Linked DNA regions of Mus musculus: region 1 is linked to region 2. Evidence: chromatin contacts called from public promoter capture Hi-C data. All regions are on one chromosome and are shown on one strand. The core of a region is the stretch at or near the end of the contact, and the rest is flanking DNA. Distances in the headings are between cores, read along the strand shown.

What was found. Promoter capture Hi-C pulls out the DNA fragments that hold promoters and counts their contacts.
Region 1: a contact with region 2 is called in a promoter capture Hi-C map of the HPC-7 cell line, with 2.0 times the contacts expected there. The contact joins the promoter of Daw1 here to the promoter of Ccl20 in region 2. A contact is called at or near these places in 9 of 39 promoter capture datasets (the 3T3-L1 cell line, 3T3-L1-derived adipocytes, the HPC-7 cell line and 4 more), 3 of 484 Hi-C or Micro-C datasets (adipose-derived mesenchymal stem cells, cranial neural crest and nephron progenitors) and 2 of 9 other capture datasets (adipose tissue and liver).

What each region holds. Positions count from the first base shown.
Region 1 is chr1:83,158,468-83,163,338 of GRCm38.p6, reverse strand. Daw1 (dynein assembly factor with WDR repeat domains 1) reads right to left here and starts at 3,584. Exons shown (of 13, transcript NM_001372244.1): 1 at 3,501-3,584. The coding sequence starts at 3,540.
Region 2 is chr1:83,113,582-83,118,659 of GRCm38.p6, reverse strand. Ccl20 (chemokine (C-C motif) ligand 20) reads right to left here and starts at 1,894. Exons shown (of 4, transcript NM_016960.2): 1 at 1,758-1,894; 2 at 750-864; 3 at 584-661. The coding sequence starts at 1,836.

The DNA.
Region 1 (4,871 bases), core at 2,335-4,834, 43 kb before region 2:
AGTATAGATCCAAAGCTGCAGCTGAGGTGGGAGAGACCATGAGGAACTTACCCCATGTTTACACTGGACGTGCCTATGAAGATGTCAGATAGATAGCTAGGTGCGCTGGACCACTCAGGGTGCTTTCTCAGCCTTGAGAATAGGTGAAGATGTCCAGCAAATGAATGTGAATGGGTAAGAGAAGTTAGAAGTCAGAGGTCTGGAACATTCCAAACTAAGAGAGAGGAGGCAATGGGACAGAGCAAGGAGTAACAGTGAAGTGAAAGGGTGGCAGAGTGCTCATCTTAGAAACCAAAGAGTAGCCATGTTCATCCCGCTGTCTGCTGCTCATGACTGTGATTGAGGGGCTCCGTGTGGGCGCCAGACAGGAAAGTGAATCACACAAAGAGGAAAGAATGAAAACCCCTGTGCAGGCTGACTTCATCAACCTGGATCAGACCTTGGGGAGTCTGGTGCCAGCTCGTTGTCAGCATATTTGAAACACAGCACAACTTCCAGGCAACAGTCAAACCAATCAGTCCAGTTCCAGATGCACAATAAAGCTTAAGGTGTGAGTGTGTCAAAACTCTTACAAAATGTAAGTGGCCGTGGGGGTGAGGTCTATAGCTGAAAAGCCTAGACTCTAGTGTGGTCTCTGACCAACAGCACAGAAGTCAGCAGGCCATAAAGTGCGAGTGACAGACGTCTCCCCTAAAGATGAGTAATGGTCTTCGGAGCAGAGAGTCTGAAATAACCATTTAGGGGATTCTGAGTGAGGTTTGCTTCCACAGATAGCAAAGAGGCCACCAAGTTGTTAACAAAATCCACTTTCGGGTTTCTGGATGGAGTTCAGGTATTTGACTTTATCTCTTCCACTGAGGAGACAGCCCGGTGTGATTAACACTTCTGGATCTCTCGGTGCTTCTCTTCGAGTACAAGGACCTCTGTGTCCCCCAACCTGAGACATAACGAGTGGATTCAGAAACATGGAGGTCAGTGGGGAATCCTAAAATGTACAGACTCCAGAGCACGGTAACAGTGAAAAGAGGAAAGGAGCTAAAGACAGAAAGGAGAAGGTCAGAGGACCTGGCGAAGTTCAAAGCAGCCTTGCACTGAAGGGAAGGGACAACAAAGGTGGCAACTGAAAGGTCAGCAGAAGTGTGAGGTAAGTGCTGTTGGCTGACAACTTGATGTATCCAATCGACTCACCCCAAAGAAAATGTCTAATGTGTTGGGAATTGGCTGCTCAGGCTTCAGAGACTACATTCCTAGCCTGAGCTCCACAGCTGAGGGATGGAAGTGAGGTGATCATTTATCAGACTCTCTCCTAGACAAACACCATCACTAGAAGCAACTTTGGAGGGAGAGGGGGTTGGATTTCTCTGGCTTATGCACCCCTATAACCGTCTGTCAGTGCAGAGAGTCCAGGCAGGAGCTCAAGCAGGAGCAGAGACAGGAGTCAGGGCAGAACACTGCTGACCGGCTTGCTTCGCATGGCTTGCTCAGCCTGCTTTTTTATACAGTCCAAGCAACTGCCCAGGGTTAGCACCAGCCATAATGGCCTAGGTCCTCCCATATCAATCATTAATTAAGAAAAAGACCATGGAATTGCTTATAGGCCAATCTGGTGTGGGGGGACAATTATTAATTGAAATGCCCTCTTACCAGATGACTCTAGCTGTGTCCAGTTAAGGGAGGAAAAAAAAAAAAACCTAACCATCACAGTGTCATGATAAATATAACAAAAGCAAAAAAAAAAAAATGCTATACAGGAAGTCAGTAAGAGATGTGGAAAAGGTAGGTTTCTCTGGGTCAGTTACATTGGCTGAAACAAAGTAAAGAGAAGCTAGGCATTGTGAGGTTTAGGGGAAGCTCTGTCCAGAAGGGAGACAGTGCATGACAGGCCTTCTTGTAAGTTTTAGAAAAATAGGTCAGAGACCTAAACTATAGAGATGGCAGAGAGTAAAGTTCTAGAAGTCGACAGAGCAGCCTGGGCCATTTCTTTCAGACTGTAGATCTTATTCTAAGCCTAACAGGAGCATACTAGGCGATTGTTGGAGGTGTTGGGTTCAGATTCTACTGGCAAACGGTAGATGAGACTCAAAGCCAAGAAAGCACTTGAGCAGACCCTGAAGTTTCCCAACAAGAGACGGACTGGGCTGGAGTGTGTCAGCAAACGGAAAGGATGCTGAGTCGAACTGGGAGGGGAAAGAGGGCTGAACCGAGAGATTCACCAAATGTTTTGGAAGTAGAGCTGATATAATTTATTGATAGATGGAAAAGACTGAGCAGAGAGGAGCAGTAAGTGGTGTCAGGGCGAGTAAAGGATTGTCTGTGTAGCTTCTGAAGAAAATAAATACAAAATGCTGAACCTATGACCTGCTGACAGGGGACAAAGCACAAAAGGAACAAAATCAGGATGGCCTCAAAGAAAGAAATAACAGCCTTGACTATTAGACATTTTGGCTAAAAAATGTTGGCTGCTTTGCTGAGGCAAACGAGACACGTGCCCTGAGATTCCTCAAGTTCACACCCTTAAAACTGTCATGCTGAAACCAGGACAAAGTGAATTCACTTACTCTACTCTGAAATCTCTGCAGTTTCTTTACCCAAATGTTTCATTGAGCCGTTGTAGTCAGCCGTTACCCTGAGCCAAGTTTTAAGGGCTTTGTTGTCAATTACATTTATTCATTTATGTTATGTGTATGTGCACACGCACACATGAGAGCCACAGAACATGTGTGCAGAGGTCAGAAAATAACTTTCCTCACTGCGGCCCTCCCCACCCCACCCCTGACCCTTTTATTTTTAATTTGAGTTTCGAGAAGCTGAGAGTTCTCCTCCTATTTTGTCCTCAACAAGTTGTATTTCAGTTATTCTCTCATGGTGAGCAAACCCCACCCCCCTCCCCAACACATAACTTATGACCACCAGAAAAGCATACCCTACTCTAAAACAGCAGCATTTCGTGGGCTTATTCACAATCACCACGTTGGAATCAAGGATTCTGGCCTTCTTTAAAGGCACATGGCGAGGCGCACAAAGCAGGTTACCTTGGACGTTCATATCATAAACTGATTTCCTACTGCAGCAAACTGGAGAGTGTGACAAAGGTGGCGCGCTCAGTGGAGTATGAGTTTTTCTTTTCATGTGTCCTTCGCTTTAACTTGATCATTAAGACTTTAAAATAACAGTAGATTCATCTCTGTTGTTCCAGAAAACACTGTCCCAGGGTGTCACTGTTCACTACCCCTCGGCCCCTCCCTCCTCAGACTCATAATTTACTAGAAAGCATTTAAAAGTTTAAAGACTTTCTCAAAGAGTCACATAAAGGACTTTAAGGAACAGTGGTCGGCAGCGTATGAAAAGGTGGGTGACCCAGACTGGGGAGCTCTAACTACCTGTCCCAATTGGTCACTGAGACCCGGCTACTCAGAGCCCTTCCTCGAGTCCCCGCCCCCTCCTTCGTCCCAGACCATCCCAGAAAGGGAAGCCAGGGCCCACTCGTGGGAACCCCGTACCTGGTGGGTAATAGCGAAGCAAGAGGCTCTTAAGCTTCATTTTCCTACTTTCCTACCCTGAGGGGCTTCGTAGCCATGGAAACTAACAAACAGCAGTAGGACGCTAAGGCGCGTGCGCAAGTTTTTCTGGGCGGGTACAGGGGAGCCCAGCGGCAGCCCAGAGCTGGGTAAACTCAGCTTGCCGCTCAGCCATAGCTTGCTGTAGCAAGCTATCTGAGGAGCAGCCAGTGTGTCCCAGTTTTGACATTGGTCCACCACATAGAAAAGAGTTAATTCTTTAACTGTTTAAATTTTCTCCAAATCGACTGATTATCTTAGCTTCTTTTAGAGTGTGATAAAAAGAGTAGTTGTGGAAAATAAAATGTTCATACAGTTTTCAATAAAGAGCAAATACAATTATGCAATTTTTTTAAATATCCCAGAAATTTATTTGATGTTCGCTTGAATACATTTTATATAGAAAGATTGTGATTGATTGTTTGTGTTTGGAGCCTCTGGTAAATCTCTGAACCATAAGGGTGCCATTCCAGAGACATGAGCAATGGAAACTGTAAGCCCAATATTAGGACTGCTGTTGAAGATTTGTCTCTGGTCAAATCAAGCCACTCCCTTAGAAAAATACTTGAGGTGTTAGAGCCACTATGTGAAAACAGCTGACATGAAGGAGGGCATTTAGATTCTGGCTTGTTGAATACTTAAATACTTGGAAATAAAAATATTCAGCTTTCAAGTTTCCAATACTGGAAAACTTTCAAGTCTAGGGTTTGCAGCCAGGAAGGGCTGCCTCGTACTCTGTAAATTGGACTGTTTTCCAAAATGTCATCTTCAGCTTTGGCTTCCATTTCTTCTGCATCGTCATCTCCATCCACTTCTGCATCTTCTCTTTCAAGCCGTTCCAGCTGCCTTGCACGTTCAGTCTCATCTGTATCTGTGACCACTTTGGGCTCCATCTGAACACTGAACACTTCCCTCTTTTTTTAATTAGATATTTTCTTTATTTACATTTCAAATGCTATTCTGAAAGTTCCTTATACCTTCCCCGCTCCCTGTTCCCCTACCCACCCACTCCCACTTCTTGGCCCTGGCATTCCCCTGTACTGGGGCATATAAAGTTTGCAAGACCAAGGGGCCTCTCTTCTTAATGATGGCCGACTAGGCCAACTTCTGCTACTATGCAGCTAGAGACACGAGCTCTGGGGGTACTAGTTAGTTCATATTGTTGTTCCACCTATAGGGTTGCAGACCCCTTCATCTCCTTGGGTACTTTCTCTAGCTCCTTCTTTGGAAGCCCTGTGTTCTATCCTATAAATGACTGTGAGCATCCACTTCTGTATTTGCCAGGCACTGGCATAGCCTCACTCGAGACAGCTA
Region 2 (5,078 bases), core at 645-3,144:
ATGACTAGATGATAGGAATGGCTTTGGTATATCACATCTTCTTATGAGGGATTTGAGTCTGAGAAAAGATGGCTTTGCCCAACATAACTAAGCTAGTTAATGAGAGAAACGGGATGTGAACACTTATCTAACATCTCTAAATTCAGTATCTATGGCACAGTAGTATCAGATACCATCTATTGATAAAATGCTACATTACTGACATAAGCCAGTATCACTGGACTCTTCATAATTAAATTTATTTTTCAGGCTTTAGCAACCAACCAAGTGTCAGGAAGTATGTAAATGATATAATGAGGAAACATCTTTTCCACAAGAATCAAGTAGCTATTGACTATCAGCTGCACAGGGAATTCTAAGACACCTTGAGAGACAAGTCATTAAGTTAAAATAATATCAAAAATGATGATGGTGTTGGCATACAACTGCAAAATGCATCCTGTGCTTGCATGATCTAACTCAAATCCCCCTTCTAAAGTTCAATGTCACTAGGCTGAAGAACTCCAGCAGACCTTTGATCCACTCTCTGCTTCCTTATCCCCATCATTTGGAGAGAGACTGCTTGTCCTTCAATGATCCATACCTGAGGAGGTTCACAGCCCTTTTCACCCAGTTCTGCTTTGGATCAGCGCACACAGATTTTCTTTTCTTCGTGTGAAAGCTGAAAATCAAAAATTAAAAATTTTCACATGCAGTGAAATTTCCATGTATTCCTGAAGGAACTGAATTTAAGTTGGTGAATAACTTACATGATAGCATTAATGTCACAAGCTTCATCGGCCATCTGTCTTGTGAAACCCACAATAGCTCTGGAAGGAAGAGGCGTCTGTATGTACGAGAGGCAACAGTCGTAGTTGCTTGCTGCTAAAAGGCATAAAAAGGTATTAAGTCCACAGGAATGAATTTCCATGTCTTTGAGCTCCACTTTAACATAGTTCCCAGTTATTTTTTTTAATCGTATGCTGGGATGTTTTGGTTTAACTAACACAATTCACAAGACCATGGCTTCTCGCCATCTCTAGTAAGAAATGCAGATACTTCATTGCAATTCACCATAGTCTTTCATCTTTAGAATATAGAGGGAACTCCTATATTCTCTATCTCCTATATTCTATATGACTATATCCTATAATCTTGCCCAAAGCACTCCAGGGCTGTTGTATTGGCTGGTGGCACTTAAGTCAGGTTCATAAAGTTCACCACATGTTTCCAGCCATGCACCTGTTGCAGATAACAATATAATAAAGCAATACTTGGGCACGCCTCGAAGTTAAAGTCTAACCTGCTGTAAGGTACTGGATAAATGTTATCTTAAAGTTGGAGAACAATGTCCTTCAGGCCTCATGGGGACACTAAGGTCAACTGTCATAGTCAGAACTTTAAAAATAAGTTATGGACTTTACTAACATTACTTGGTTGGGAGATTAAACAAAAAGCTGGCGGTGAAATGTTCTACGCATTTCTGAATGACCATATATATCTTGAAATACACTCTAGCGCATCACTCCCAGAAATGGTACTTGGGTCTTGTCCTGAAGTTTAAGTGTCCCTGAAAGTCCATCCATCACTCTTCACATCTGCTAGGATTGATGGCAGAGAAGAAACCTGATTGCTAGCATCGACTCATTTCTCCTCTTATCTATGAGCCAACCAGTCTCCCTGACATATTCCTTAGCATGCTGCTGTCCTCAGGGAACCCCTAGATATGGTCCAGAGGACAGAAGTCTCCTGTAACCAGCAGAAGGCGCCACCCTTACCTTCTGCCTGGCTGCAGAGGTGAGCCAGCAGTACCCATGCCAAAGCAAGGAAGAGCAGACGCTTGCCACCGCAGGCCATTCTCAGCTCCAGGAGTTGATGTACTCAGTGCTGGGTACCCAGTGCCCTGCGAGTGCTCCTGTGCTCCAGCACCAGCCCTTCTTATAGCAAAATACTGGGAATGTACACAAGAAGGCGTGTTCTCACCCGGGGTTTTCCCCCATTGATTAATCTGCCTCATCCTGTCACCACAAAGAAAACCCACAGGGAAAACTTCCTGCCTTTTCCTACTGTTGAGAAGGTGTGAAGGTCAGGTGGGGGGTGGGGAGGGCAGGGGAGGAGGGAATCCTGTTAATTCCTCAGGATGTAGGAGGAAGAAATGCAGCTCAGACGAGTGGCCCAGAAATGGCACCTGTCCAGGTTTAACTTAATCTCTCTCTCTCTCTCTCTCTCTCTCTCTCTCTCTCTCTCTCTCTCTCTCTCTCTCTCTCTCTCCCTCCCTCCCTCCCTCCCTCTCTCTCTCTCTCTCTCTCTCTCTCTCTCTCTGTGTGTGTGTGTGTGTGTGTGTGTGTGTGTGTGTGTGTGTGTGTGTTGGAAAAAGAGGGACAGACTCTGAATGGAACATATCATACTATCATACTCCTATTGTGTATCCAGTCCTAGAGGGGAAAGATTAGGTGGGATGCCAGACGTGCTGCAACACATGCTTGTGATTACCTGGTTGGTGTTTAGCTGTCATAAAAGTTTCTGAATTTCTAGAATGACATCCAGAACAGGTAGAAAAACAACATGACAGAGGTGTCCCAAACTATTGTGGAAAACACCAGTCTCAACCCGCCACTTCACCTTGATGGCATATCAACTTCTCTACAAATTGTTTATGTTTGACGGCAGCCAAGAAAAAGTCTTCAACCAGACTTTTGTTCTTTGTGTTGATATATTTAATGCAGAGCCTAAGGGAGGGAAAAGAGCAAACACTACCAGAAATGGCCAATCTGAAAAACAGTCCAAAGATGGTGGTGATGATGTTAATAACATATTGGGATCTCTAATGTGTGATAAGACAGAAATACCATATAGAGAACTCAAGAAAACTGAGTGGTAAGAGAACCAAGAAAAAGTAAATAAAGACACCTGGACTAGACATGATAGGTGATAAATAAAACAGACAATGTTTCAGATAAGGAGGGAGTCTCGGATTATTAAAGAATCTATTCATTTAAGATTATAGAAATATATATGAGGATATTATTAATATATACACACCAAGCAACTGTATCACTAAATATATGATATAAAAACTGACAGAGCTGAAGAGAGGAGGAGAAATCTTCAATAGTCCAGATTGAAGACTACCATTCATACTTGTCAATAATTATCAGAAAAAGTGGGCTGAGAACCCCCCAAAATAGAGTACCTAAGCAGCACCCCAAACCCACTAGACAATAAACATCTCTAGAACATTCCACCCAGAAATAAGATGGTCATTCCTCTCCATTGTGGATGAAAGATTCCCTAAGATAAATTATGTGATACATCACTAAAATGTCCAAATAAATTCCTAAAGTGTTCAATAATATATACTGTGGGTTTTTGTTTTTGTTTTTTATTTAACACAACAAAATCAAACCACCAATTAATAAGAGAAGAAGACTTGGGGATTCACAAACTTATGAACATTGGTTGATGTACTACTAAATAACCAACATGTAAAAAAGAAATCACTGAGAGTAAAGAAATACTTTGAGATGAGTATTTCAAAATTTAGGGGAGGCTGTTGTTAGCATTCTTTCTAGGCTCTGCCCCACAGTGGCCAACAGTCAGGTATGCCTGACTCAGTATAAAAGGGGCTGTTTGCCCCCCCCCCCCACCCCAGTCACTCTCTTACTCTCTTCCCTCTCTGTCCCTTCTCTCCCCATTTTTTCCCTCCCCCTTGTCTCTCCACTTGTTTATAGCCAGTCTTCTCTCTCTCTCTCTCTCTCTCTCTCTCTCTCTCTCTCTCTCTCTCTCTCTCTCTCTCCCCTCACTCTCTCTCTCCCTCCCTTCCTCCTCCTTTTCCAATGCTCCCTCCCATGCCCTAAGTAAACTCTATTCTATACTATACCCGACCTGTGACCAGTACCTTAGTGTGAAGGGATGTCCCAGCATGGGCCTGCAGAGGCACCCCCTACCCCCACACCATACCGAGCCTCTACCAAACATATTTCTGGTTCTTTCTTTTTCATAAAATCCAACAGCTGTAAGATCAGTGAGCAAACACCTGCATTTAAACCAAGAAGGGTGCTAAGCAATAAACTTACCTTCTGCTTCAAGACACTTTAAAAGTAGAGCGAGCAGAACCCAAGGCAATCAAAGGGACGAAATGATAATGACTAGGGGGGTAGGGGGGTGTAACTGTGGCACAGGACAGCAAAGCAGTGGAGGAAACTGATGTGACCCAAACCTTATTCTTAGTCATGGTAGACAACAACAGTGAAATTTAACTATGATTGCCAGGAAGACAGCAATCCCCTCACAAATGAGAGCTCTTTCCTACTGACTTAAAAGTAATTAGAATTATAAGGGGAGACTATAGACAACTGTATGCCAACCAAATGTATAACATGAGCAAAACTGATTTAGAACTAGAATAGAATACTTGAATAGATTTAAACAGGGTATCCTATTAGTAACTATAGTTTTCCTTCACCACAAAAATCCCAGGTTTCACTGAAGTTCTGTCAAAGAAAACTCGCTGTCAGTCCACCGCAGCTTTCACAAATAAGCCAGGAGAGACAATTTCCAACTCAGTCTGTGAGTACAGTGTTGACCGACAATAATAAAGTGAGAGAGAGAACTCAAGAGCAAAGAAAGCTACAGGTCAGTTCCTCTCAGGAAAACAGACCTGAGAGGGGTTGGAGAGATGACTCAAAGCATGTCCTGTTTTGCTGAGGGCCCTAGCTCAGTTTCCAGCACCCAAGCTGGGCAGCTCACCTCTAACTCCATCGTTAGGGGAATCTGACACCCTCTTCTCATCTCACAGGTACATGCATATACATAATTAAGACTAAGATAAATCCTTTTTGAACATTTTACAAAAGTACATGAAAGTCTACAACAAACTAATCTAACCAAACTGAACCTAACCACTTATATAATAAGCTTATATATTACACCTAAATGGAATTTACTATACCAGCCAACTAGAACATTGGCCACCCCAGAGGGTATGGAACTGGAGAATGTATACTGTAACACACGCACACACGCACACACACAATTCCATTTAGGAAAATATTTGATAGACTCATGACTAAAATACTCAACAATCTTGGAACCATAGA